Linked DNA regions of Mus musculus: region 2 is linked to region 1. Evidence: chromatin contacts called from public HiChIP or PLAC-seq data. All regions are on one chromosome and are shown on one strand. Each heading gives the region's core, a stretch centred on a gene start, on an enhancer-like site or on the middle of the called end of the contact. The rest is flanking DNA. Distances are from core to core; before and after follow the strand shown.

Region 1 (4,237 bases), core at 1,256-3,755:
GGTCTTTTTGCCCTGTGAGACAGGACATTGCTCTAGGGACATGGTCCTTGTTTCCAACATTATATTGACTACTGACAACTCAGTCCCTGGAACACAGTAGGTGTTCAGTCAGTGGTGACCAGGATATGGTAGAAAAGGGCCTCATTTGTGTGCTGTGATTGTCACAGTGTCCTGGGGTGGGGTTGTGTTTGGAGCAGATGCTCTAATGAGGGAGTCAGGACTGCTTGTAAAGCTCCGGAGCTGGGTCTGGGCCCCTGCAAGGTGTCATGCTTCAGATGCCTGTCTGAGAACTGTCCCGACTGCTGGCCTCCTCCGAACCCTAAAGTCAGTCCACCTGTTTTGGTGACAAGGCTTGTTCCTGGGGAACCAACTCAGTCCTTGGAAACAGTCCTTGTGACCCTGGATCTGTCCTTCTGTAGCTGAGCGGCCACCTATGGAAACTCAGCCCCTTCCCCCAACATGGACCAAGGGAGCGCGGTGTACCCCCCCCCCCCAAGTCAGGGAGCATCATGGAGCACTGTTAGGTTCTGTGGTCACTCATAGCCTCCCTCCCCCAATGCAGACTGTTTGCCATGGGTGCATGGTCTGTCCCTTCTGTGTGTCACAGTCACCTCTCTCTTGTTCCCTTGTCCTCTTGCTCCTTCCAGAACCCAGACAGGAGTCATTAGAAAGTCAAACCCAGCCTAGGCCTCTGGCTGCAAAGGGGCAGGTCTTTGGGTTTGCTGCTAGTACAGGCTGACCAACTGGCTTCACTGCCTGTGTGCCCCCCCCCCCCGCCCCCATTTACAGCAGAGCCAGTAGACAGTCTGCTCTAGGCCACTGCCCAGGGACTTTCCACGATGAAGGAGCCCAACTGAGGCCCCATGGCTGTTCTGTCCACAGCCCCATCTCCAGCTGCCCCTGCTGCAGGGTTATTTCAGGACTGAGCCCTAAAAACCTCTGGAGGCCATAGATTCACCCAGTGGGTAGTGAGAGGATTATGACACAAGGGATGGATGTCCCCAGGCCTCCCAGATGGAAAACAGGTGACATAAAGATCTATCCTTAGAGCCAAGAATCCCATTACACAGCCTGCCCAAACTTTGATGAGAAGAAACTGTGGGGCCCCCAGGGTGCTGCAGAGCTCCTAGGGTACTCTGACCCAGCTCCTTGGCTTCCAGGCTCTGAGAGTGTTGATTTCTCCCCACCCCTCCCTACTTGGGCTCCAATCAATCAATAGAGGAAATCTTTCGAGAGGCACCTCTCTGAGCCCCTCAGGCTCCTACAAGATTGATTAACACAAACATCAATTTCTCCGGCCACACGCCTCTGAAAACACGGTGCTTTTTCAGATTGAATTGCTACTGTGCGCCCGGTGTAAATAAAGGAGAGGGAATAACATGGAAGATTTGTGACTCAGCGCGTGGCTGCCCTCTCAGCTGGTGCCATTAGATGGGTGGCAGGGAGAGGGGAGGCCAAGGAAGGGAGGCAAACAAGCATATGTAGACTCTCTCTACCCCCCAAGTCCCCACCAAGACTGACAGACGGACAGAGAGGTGGAGGAGAGCCCGGGGCTGTGCAAAGGCAGAACTATAGCACAGCTGACCTGTAGAAGGATCTCTGGAAGATGTGTGCTAATTGGCTCTTTATTTTCTGTGGCTGTCTGGTGGGTGTCAGCAGAGGGGCAGGTGTCAACTACTGGTACTGTGGCAGCTGTGGGGTAGCTTGGCTTCTGGCCCTGAGGCTGCATGAGGCTCCTTTTGCTTTGTCCCCCTCTCTCCTTCTCTAGCGCAGAGCAAGGTGTGATCAAGCAGTCTCAGACCAGGCACCTCATGGGCTCAGGGGCCAGAAGAAATGGAGCAGGAGAGTGTGATGTCAAGGTAGAGGCACAGGGGCTGATCATGGTCATGAGGACCGAGGTCACACCCTCCCCTGCTTGGCTTTGTGGCTCTAAGATGTGTCCCTGAGTCCCTTCCCTGTCTCCTTATCCTGAGGCCCAGATGTCTCTATACCCCTAAACTTCTTACCTGGTCCATGGGGACCCTCTTAAAAATATTTTTCCTTTTACTGTATTAAAACCCTCTGGCAGAAGCAACTTAAGGGAGAAAGGGTTTATTGCAGATCACAGTTCAAGTTCATGGTGTGTGTGAAGGCTGCAGGAGCTGAGTGAAGCTGTCCATGGTGAATCCACAACCAGGAACCAGATATGCCACAGCTTGGTGCCCTTTCTCAGGACCGCAGTCTAGGGAATGGCACCACTTACAATTACTATGAGTCTTCCCATATCAATTAATGTAATCAAGATAATTCCCCCACAAGCATGCTCAGAAGCCCATCTCCCTGGCGATTCTAGATTCCAGACAAGCTGACAGGTAACAGAAGTCCTCACGGGGACGCCCCAACCTAGGATATGTGAACTCTTGACAGCTGAGAAGTCTCGCAAGCAACGAAAAGGAAATAGGGGAGGCTGGTGTCAGTAGTAAAGTTCCAGTTCCTTGAATTCCTCATGGTGGCCACATGAGACAATGAGGAACCACCTTCGACAGGGGGTTCCTGTCAAGTCTGTGAGTACATGGCTGCCCACTGCTGGTGCTTGTGGCCGAATGGCAGGCCGTGTGGCTCTGCTGCTATGTTTTATCTCAGCAGTAAAGGCTCAGGTTTCTCCAGGCTCAGCATTTGTGCAGACCTGATGACACACCTGTCACAACGGGAAACTGAGGTTTACAGTTGAGGTGCTGGCACATTTGGAATGGAGGTGACTCCAAGAGGAGGAAGACCACAATTCTAAACTTTATACTTTGTATCCTATACCCTGAACTGGAGAGAAGCAAGGGGACTCCAAGGGACTAACCTTGGACCTGGGCAGCCAGGCAATGGGAAGTTACCCGCTCAGCTCTAGGCAGAATCCTGTGTCCCTTTTCTGACTCCTTTTGGGCAGCCTGTGTGGAACTGGATCCTAACGGACAGGCTGGTTCTAAATGTGGTGTGGTCTTACCCAGTTCTTGGAATGTCTGGGGTTGGAGCCACTGCTAACCCTGAGGCCACCTGTCCGTCAAACTGGACCTGGGCTGTCCAGGTTAGGGTGCCCCTGAACTGGGGATGGGTAGATGTTTGCAGAAGCTGTCTGGTCTGACCCTTACCTCCCATGCCCCAATCCTTCCATTGCTCCCAGTACCCTCAAAGTCAAGCTACGGGGGCCTCTCTTGGGACCCTTGAGGCTTGCAGCATGCTCCCTTCGTGACCTTACATCTGAGCTTTGGTGATGCCCACAGGGCTTCTCTGGTACCCTTCTCAAGGCAGGCTCCAGTCCTTCAGGATGTGGTCCCGGACAAGGCAAGTGCTTGCTAAGTACTTAGTGCTGGGTGCCAGGCATGCCCGGCAGGCTCTTGGCTCCTGAGCTTGTAGCCCAAAGTCCTGCCTCTCTTCTAGAGGTAGGGCCTTTTCTGAGCCCAGGGGTTTGTGAGCCTGGCATATAGCAGGAGGAGTGCCTCACCCTGGAGTGCCCTTCAGAGCATATGGCTCAGCCCTGGCTCCCTTTCCAGCTTGTGTCCTGTGTTCCAGATGCTACCACATCCCTGGCTCTTCAGCGGGGTTGTGCAGTTCAGCTGTCGCAGAATGGGGGTTGTGGGGAGTGGGGAGCAGCATTGTGAACCCTCACTGACCAGCTATATCCTGAGCCCAGGGGACAGGCATGTTCCCTGCCAGAGAAAAAGAACACCCACAAAGCTGTGGCTGAATGGGAGAGGCCTAGCACAACTGATGAAGTGCCATCTAGTGCCAGGCGTGCTTCCAGGGGAGATAGCCCTGCTGATGGAGAGAGGATAGACTCCAATACAGAGACCCACGGGTTCCTGGGGAGGGGGGTGAGTTTTCTGGTCAGATAGACTGGAAAGATTGTGGAGACTCTCTGGGCGGGGAGCCAGAAGGCCTGAGCCTAGATGTCGTGGAGGCAGGATGCAGGTAGGTGCAGAGACCCTTGGAGGCAAGGGTATTGCCCTGATGGCCAAGGCAGGAATGAGGCTGGTGCTTTTCTTTTCTGGACACTCCTGTAGAGAGTCCCCTTGTCCTTCCCTTCAGCATGTCAGCAGGAGCAAGTGTCTGAGGAAGTGAGCCCTAGAGGCCAGCACAGCCCCTCCCTAGGGAAGGCTCTTTCCGTTGTTTCTCTTCACAGCCTCACTCTCATTACAAAGAGAGGTTTCAGGTGCTTGCCTACCGCTTCCTTGGGATTCTGTTTTTCTTTCGGGTACCAGGTTACCTG
Region 2 (4,343 bases), core at 1,740-4,239, 360 kb after region 1:
GAGAGCACTGTGAATAGCATTTTCCTTCCAGAGGGCCCTGTACTTAAGCTACGGAGTTCTGGGGATTGCTCACTGGCAGGCTCCCAGTGGCTTCTGTGGCTTCTCTAATGGGCCTCAGCTGGCATGATCTTCCCTTGGGGCTGTGGTAATCCTGATTTTTAGGCACATCTACCTGTGTCAATAGCCCCTGCCACTTCAGAGTTGAGGTGCTCAGCCTGGGTGAGGCATTGGCCTGAAGGGCAAATAAGACATCTTGTGTGGAAGGGAAGAGTTTTCCAGATGCCTGTATGCTGGACACTACTCTAGTGCTCCCCACACCTTGTTTAAGACTAAATATATCTTGCTCTCTGGCACAAAAAAGCCCTGGCCAGCGGGAAGGGTGGCACTGGGCCTAGGAGAGGTCTGATGGCCTTTTAAACTGGTAGCGATACAGGTCTGCAAACATCCTAGTCAGACTCCTGTGAAACCGCTCTCTGCTTTGACAATGGGGAAAGCAGGCTTCGACCTGGTCTGGGAAGAGCATCATCGTATAGATGCAGTGATGTAGGGCCAGGAAACGCTGCTGGGATCCCCATCTCTTCCCCAGGCCATTGCCAGCCTTAGAGCTGAGTTTCCGAGATGACCCAGGCTTTGGTGCTATGTCGTTCTGGCCAGGTGTGCTGGCAGTTGGCACGGCCATCTTCCCACAGCTGTGTCCAGGCCTGGGACTGTGCCACACAGCTCTGCCAACACACTCAGCATTGCCTGTGATGTTCACTAAACAAGAGCTCAGTGAAGACTTTGTCATCACATAGAGTACCTGGGGGGGGGGCACAGATACACAAATAACTGGACACTGGGTGGTTACCTAAGAGCTGCCAGGATTCTGAAATGAGTTGAGGCTATCCTGGGTCAATAATGGGCCGTCCGTCCACACTGTGCCCTGCTGTCCTTCATAATGATTTCCTGTAGGGGTGGGGAACCCTTCTCTGGTGTCAGGAAGTTGGCACAGACCTGGCCACTTAGGTTGCCTTGGAGCGCAGGCTAACAGGAGTCAGGCTTGAGACTCGGTGGCTGCTGTTGGAGGACTCCTCACCCTGAGGAAGCTTGCATGATCATTCTTCTTTAACACCTTCTTAAAAACGGTTCAACTGTCCTCCCGGGGAATCCACTTGGGGAGGAAGGTGAATTGAGTTTGAGAGGAATAGTCAAGAGATGAGCCTCCTGTGGTCGTCAGATGTGGGTGCTGAGTGTTTAGCAGGATATGTTGTATTCTGATATGGACAAGCCTGAGAATGAACATATGGGCATGTATATGATAGCTTCAGGCGTAGCTGGATCCAGGTGCCCATTTAGCACTGCGAGAGTTGGCCTATGCATGCACTAGATTCCCTTGAGATAGTTGCCCTCTGACTTCATCTTCTGTGTATGTAGCCCACAGAACAGCTTTTTCCTAGACGAAGCCACAGGATGGTGCGACACTGGTCCAGCTTGGCCATGTGTCAGGGGCTTCACATCCTGTGGGTAGCACTTTGAAATTTATTCTCTGCTGGACATCCAAGAGCCTCCTATTTGATGTAACTCAAACTGAACATACATAAACAGGAAAACAAGCAGTCTGGGGCGGGCATGTGTGGACTCAAAGGCCTCTAGATGTAAGGAAAGGGGGCTTTGTCAGGGGGGCATGTTTTGTGTTTGGGGATGTTCTAGCTTCATTTCTGTCTCTGGACAAAAATACCCCAACGAAAAGAAACTTAGAGACGAAAGCAGTTTGTTTCAGCTTAGAATTCCAGGTTACAGCTCATTGTTGTGGGGAAGTCAAGGCAGGGACTTCAAACATCTGGTTACATCACATCCAGAGTCAAGAGCAGAGGGAAATGAATGGAACACACACTCACCTGCTTGCTTGTGTTCAGCTTGATCGCCTCACTGTTATTCTTCACAACCCCATGCCTAGGGAATGGTGCCACCTGTAGTGGGCTGTGTCTTCCCATATTAGCTAGTTAAAGACCTACCCCTCATAGACATGCCCACGGGCCAACTCAGTATAAACAGTTCCTCACTGAATCGCTCTTACAAGGTCAAGTTGGCACAGCTAACCAATGCAGGGGCAACTGTTGAGCTCTTGAGGAAGCGCCTGCACTTCAGGGGTCAGAGGGTCAAGCTTCTGCTGTCCTCTGAGTGGCTCCCAGAGGATGGGGTGTCAGAAGCTTTCCTAAAGGGACGTCCTGCAAGCATTCTCCTGACCTGGGTATTCAGGCCTAAATCTTTTGATACCAGACAGAAATCGGATATTTGCTCTAAGCTGTTGTGGGAACATGGGGGACGAAATGACATCAAAGACAGTGCAGAGACTAGAGGTTGCTTGGCAGTTTCTTAAGCTGTCAATCACTCCAATGTTGGAAACAGCCCCGTAGAGATTGCTGGAGCTATTGAGGCTTCCTGGCTGCGTCTAGGTGACAGACCTATCTCCAGTGTTGCTGAGAAGAAGTGGAGATTGTGTGACTCAGGCAAGTGAGGATGTGGAGTAAGAAGTCCCTGCAGTTTGTAAAACAAGGAAGTTTGGGGGCTTTCAGAGGGTGTAGGTGAGGCCAGGCTCTAACCTGGGCAACTAGTTGGAGATAGAGCCACTTCTAAGACGTGTCCCTCCTGAGCAAGCCCTCAGTCTCTTCTGAACACCAGATGTTTGCTGGTTTCAGTTGTCTAAGATTCACCTTCTCTTTGGGGGTGCCCCTCAGTTGTGTCCATCTTGGGGCTGACATAGCTTCTCTGTCTTTGCAGCTCAGCCAGCAGATCTTCTGGAGATGCTAGATTTTCACAATTTGCCCTCAGGGGTAACGAAAACCACAGGTTTCTGTGCTACTCGAAGATCTTCCAGCGAGCCGGATGTTGCCTACCGAGTCTCTAAAGATGCACAGCTCAGCATGCCCACCAAGCAGCTGTACCCTGGTAAGAGGTGCCTCATTCCTGTTCTGGGTGGCAGAGTGCTGGGGACTTCAGGCTTCTGGCCAGGGCCAAAGAGGAAGCCGGAGTGGGTGGTTGTGCCAGAGCCGTGGGTGTGCTTTGTGTGAGTCTTCCTCATTATAGTGAAACCAACACCCACTCACCACTTGTGTGTGCGCAAGGCCTTGTCTGTGCTAAATGGGATACAAGTAGGCATGTTTACATTAATGACAGACCACCATGAGAAAGGACAGAAAGGAGGTGAGATGAAGTGAGATCTTAGGTCATGGAGAAGAAAGGCTTATACTGGGGAACATAATCCTAACTGGGGCCAGTGACATTAAGAGACACAAGTCCAGAACCCTGGCTGGCAGCGAGCTTGAGAGATTCTTAATGAGCGTCTGCTGCCAGGTGCCAGACATCTACTTTTAATTATGTATCCAGAGGGAGCCACCATGTTGGACAGAGGCGTGCATCTAAGTGATTCACCCACAAGGGGAGTTAGCTCCTCTCTACCACATCTACTGGTACTAAGTGCCCTGGGTTTATTCAGTGTGGGCAGGTGATAGATTCTTCTTCCCCTGCCTCAGGAGGGCCTGCCAGCTTAGCCTGAGGTGCCCTGACTCTGTTGACCTGAGTAAGAGGTAGGTCAGCCAGACACTCCTCTTTTGCGATTAGAAGTCTGCATTCAATCTTTTATGGTCTGGATATGACCGCAGCATTGAACCAGAATTGGGCAGTTTTAGCAACCTGTGCTGTCCCTCATGTCCCCACTGTGTCCCTGGATGATGCTTTTGCCTCCCCCCCCCCCCCCCGGTGTTGGCACTTCTGGTCTTCTGTCAGGGTTTGTCCTCCACTCAGCATTGCTCTGGAGTCATTGTGACTTTACAGCTGAGGAAGAAGCTGGGTGCTTTGGTCCAAGGTATCATTTTGGATGGATGGATCTCGTGCGCAATGCACCTTCCTTGCAGCCACAGGGGAAGCAGCCTGGGGTCTCCAAGGAGCACACCTTTAGTGCAGAATCACCCTGGCTCACAGATGCCCCTCTAATTCTTCTGTAAAGATAAATGTCCCACCACGACCCTTTCTAAACGGGAACCTCACCCTTCCTTGTGAGGGGCTGCAGGGATGGATTCTATGCCTTATTTTTGGAGAAAACATTTTTGCAGAGGGGGGGGGGAGGTCATCTTGAGAACACTCAGTCTCATCTGTTTTCAGAGAGTTGTAATTTTTCTGTCTTGTGGCCCAAGAGTTAGAATTCCCAAATTGGAGCCATGGAGACCTGGGCCCAGGCTGGAAGGGTCTGCTAGTCAGGAACAGAGGGCTGGAGGTGATGATGATGAAGCTGAAATGGGGATGGCTGCAGAAAAGAAAGGCTCCCAGCCCAAGGAGCTATACAGAGCTCACTGATGCTTGTATTC

The links. HiChIP or PLAC-seq counts read pairs in DNA pulled down with a chosen protein or histone mark.
Region 2: an H3K27ac HiChIP or PLAC-seq map of microglia shows a contact between it and region 1, with 5 times the contacts expected there. The contact joins two enhancer-like sites. A contact is called at or near these places in 1 of 15 datasets of contacts at CTCF or cohesin (large pre-B cells), 8 of 484 Hi-C or Micro-C datasets (adipose-derived mesenchymal stem cells, cerebellar granule neurons, cortical neurons and 4 more), 3 of 115 datasets of contacts at active chromatin or transcription factors (embryonic stem cells, fibro-adipogenic progenitors and microglia) and 1 of 9 other capture datasets (embryonic stem cells).

The regions. Positions count from the first base shown.
Region 1 is chr2:27,561,471-27,565,707 of GRCm38.p6, forward strand. No RefSeq gene overlaps it. Among named protein-coding and RNA genes, the nearest start is that of Gm52506, 9.6 kb to the right of the region's middle. Within about 2 kb of position 2,506, at least 9 of the 459 cell types and tissues checked have an H3K27ac peak or open chromatin away from gene starts, as enhancers often do. A contact at or near this core is called in microglia, where this site is marked.
Region 2 is chr2:27,919,257-27,923,599 of GRCm38.p6, forward strand. It overlaps Col5a1 (collagen, type V, alpha 1), which reads left to right. Exons shown (of 66, transcript NM_015734.2): 2 at 2,761-2,928. Among named protein-coding and RNA genes, the nearest start is that of Col5a1, 35 kb to the left of the region's middle. Within about 2 kb of position 2,990, at least 12 of the 459 cell types and tissues checked have an H3K27ac peak or open chromatin away from gene starts, as enhancers often do. A contact at or near this core is called in microglia, where this site is marked.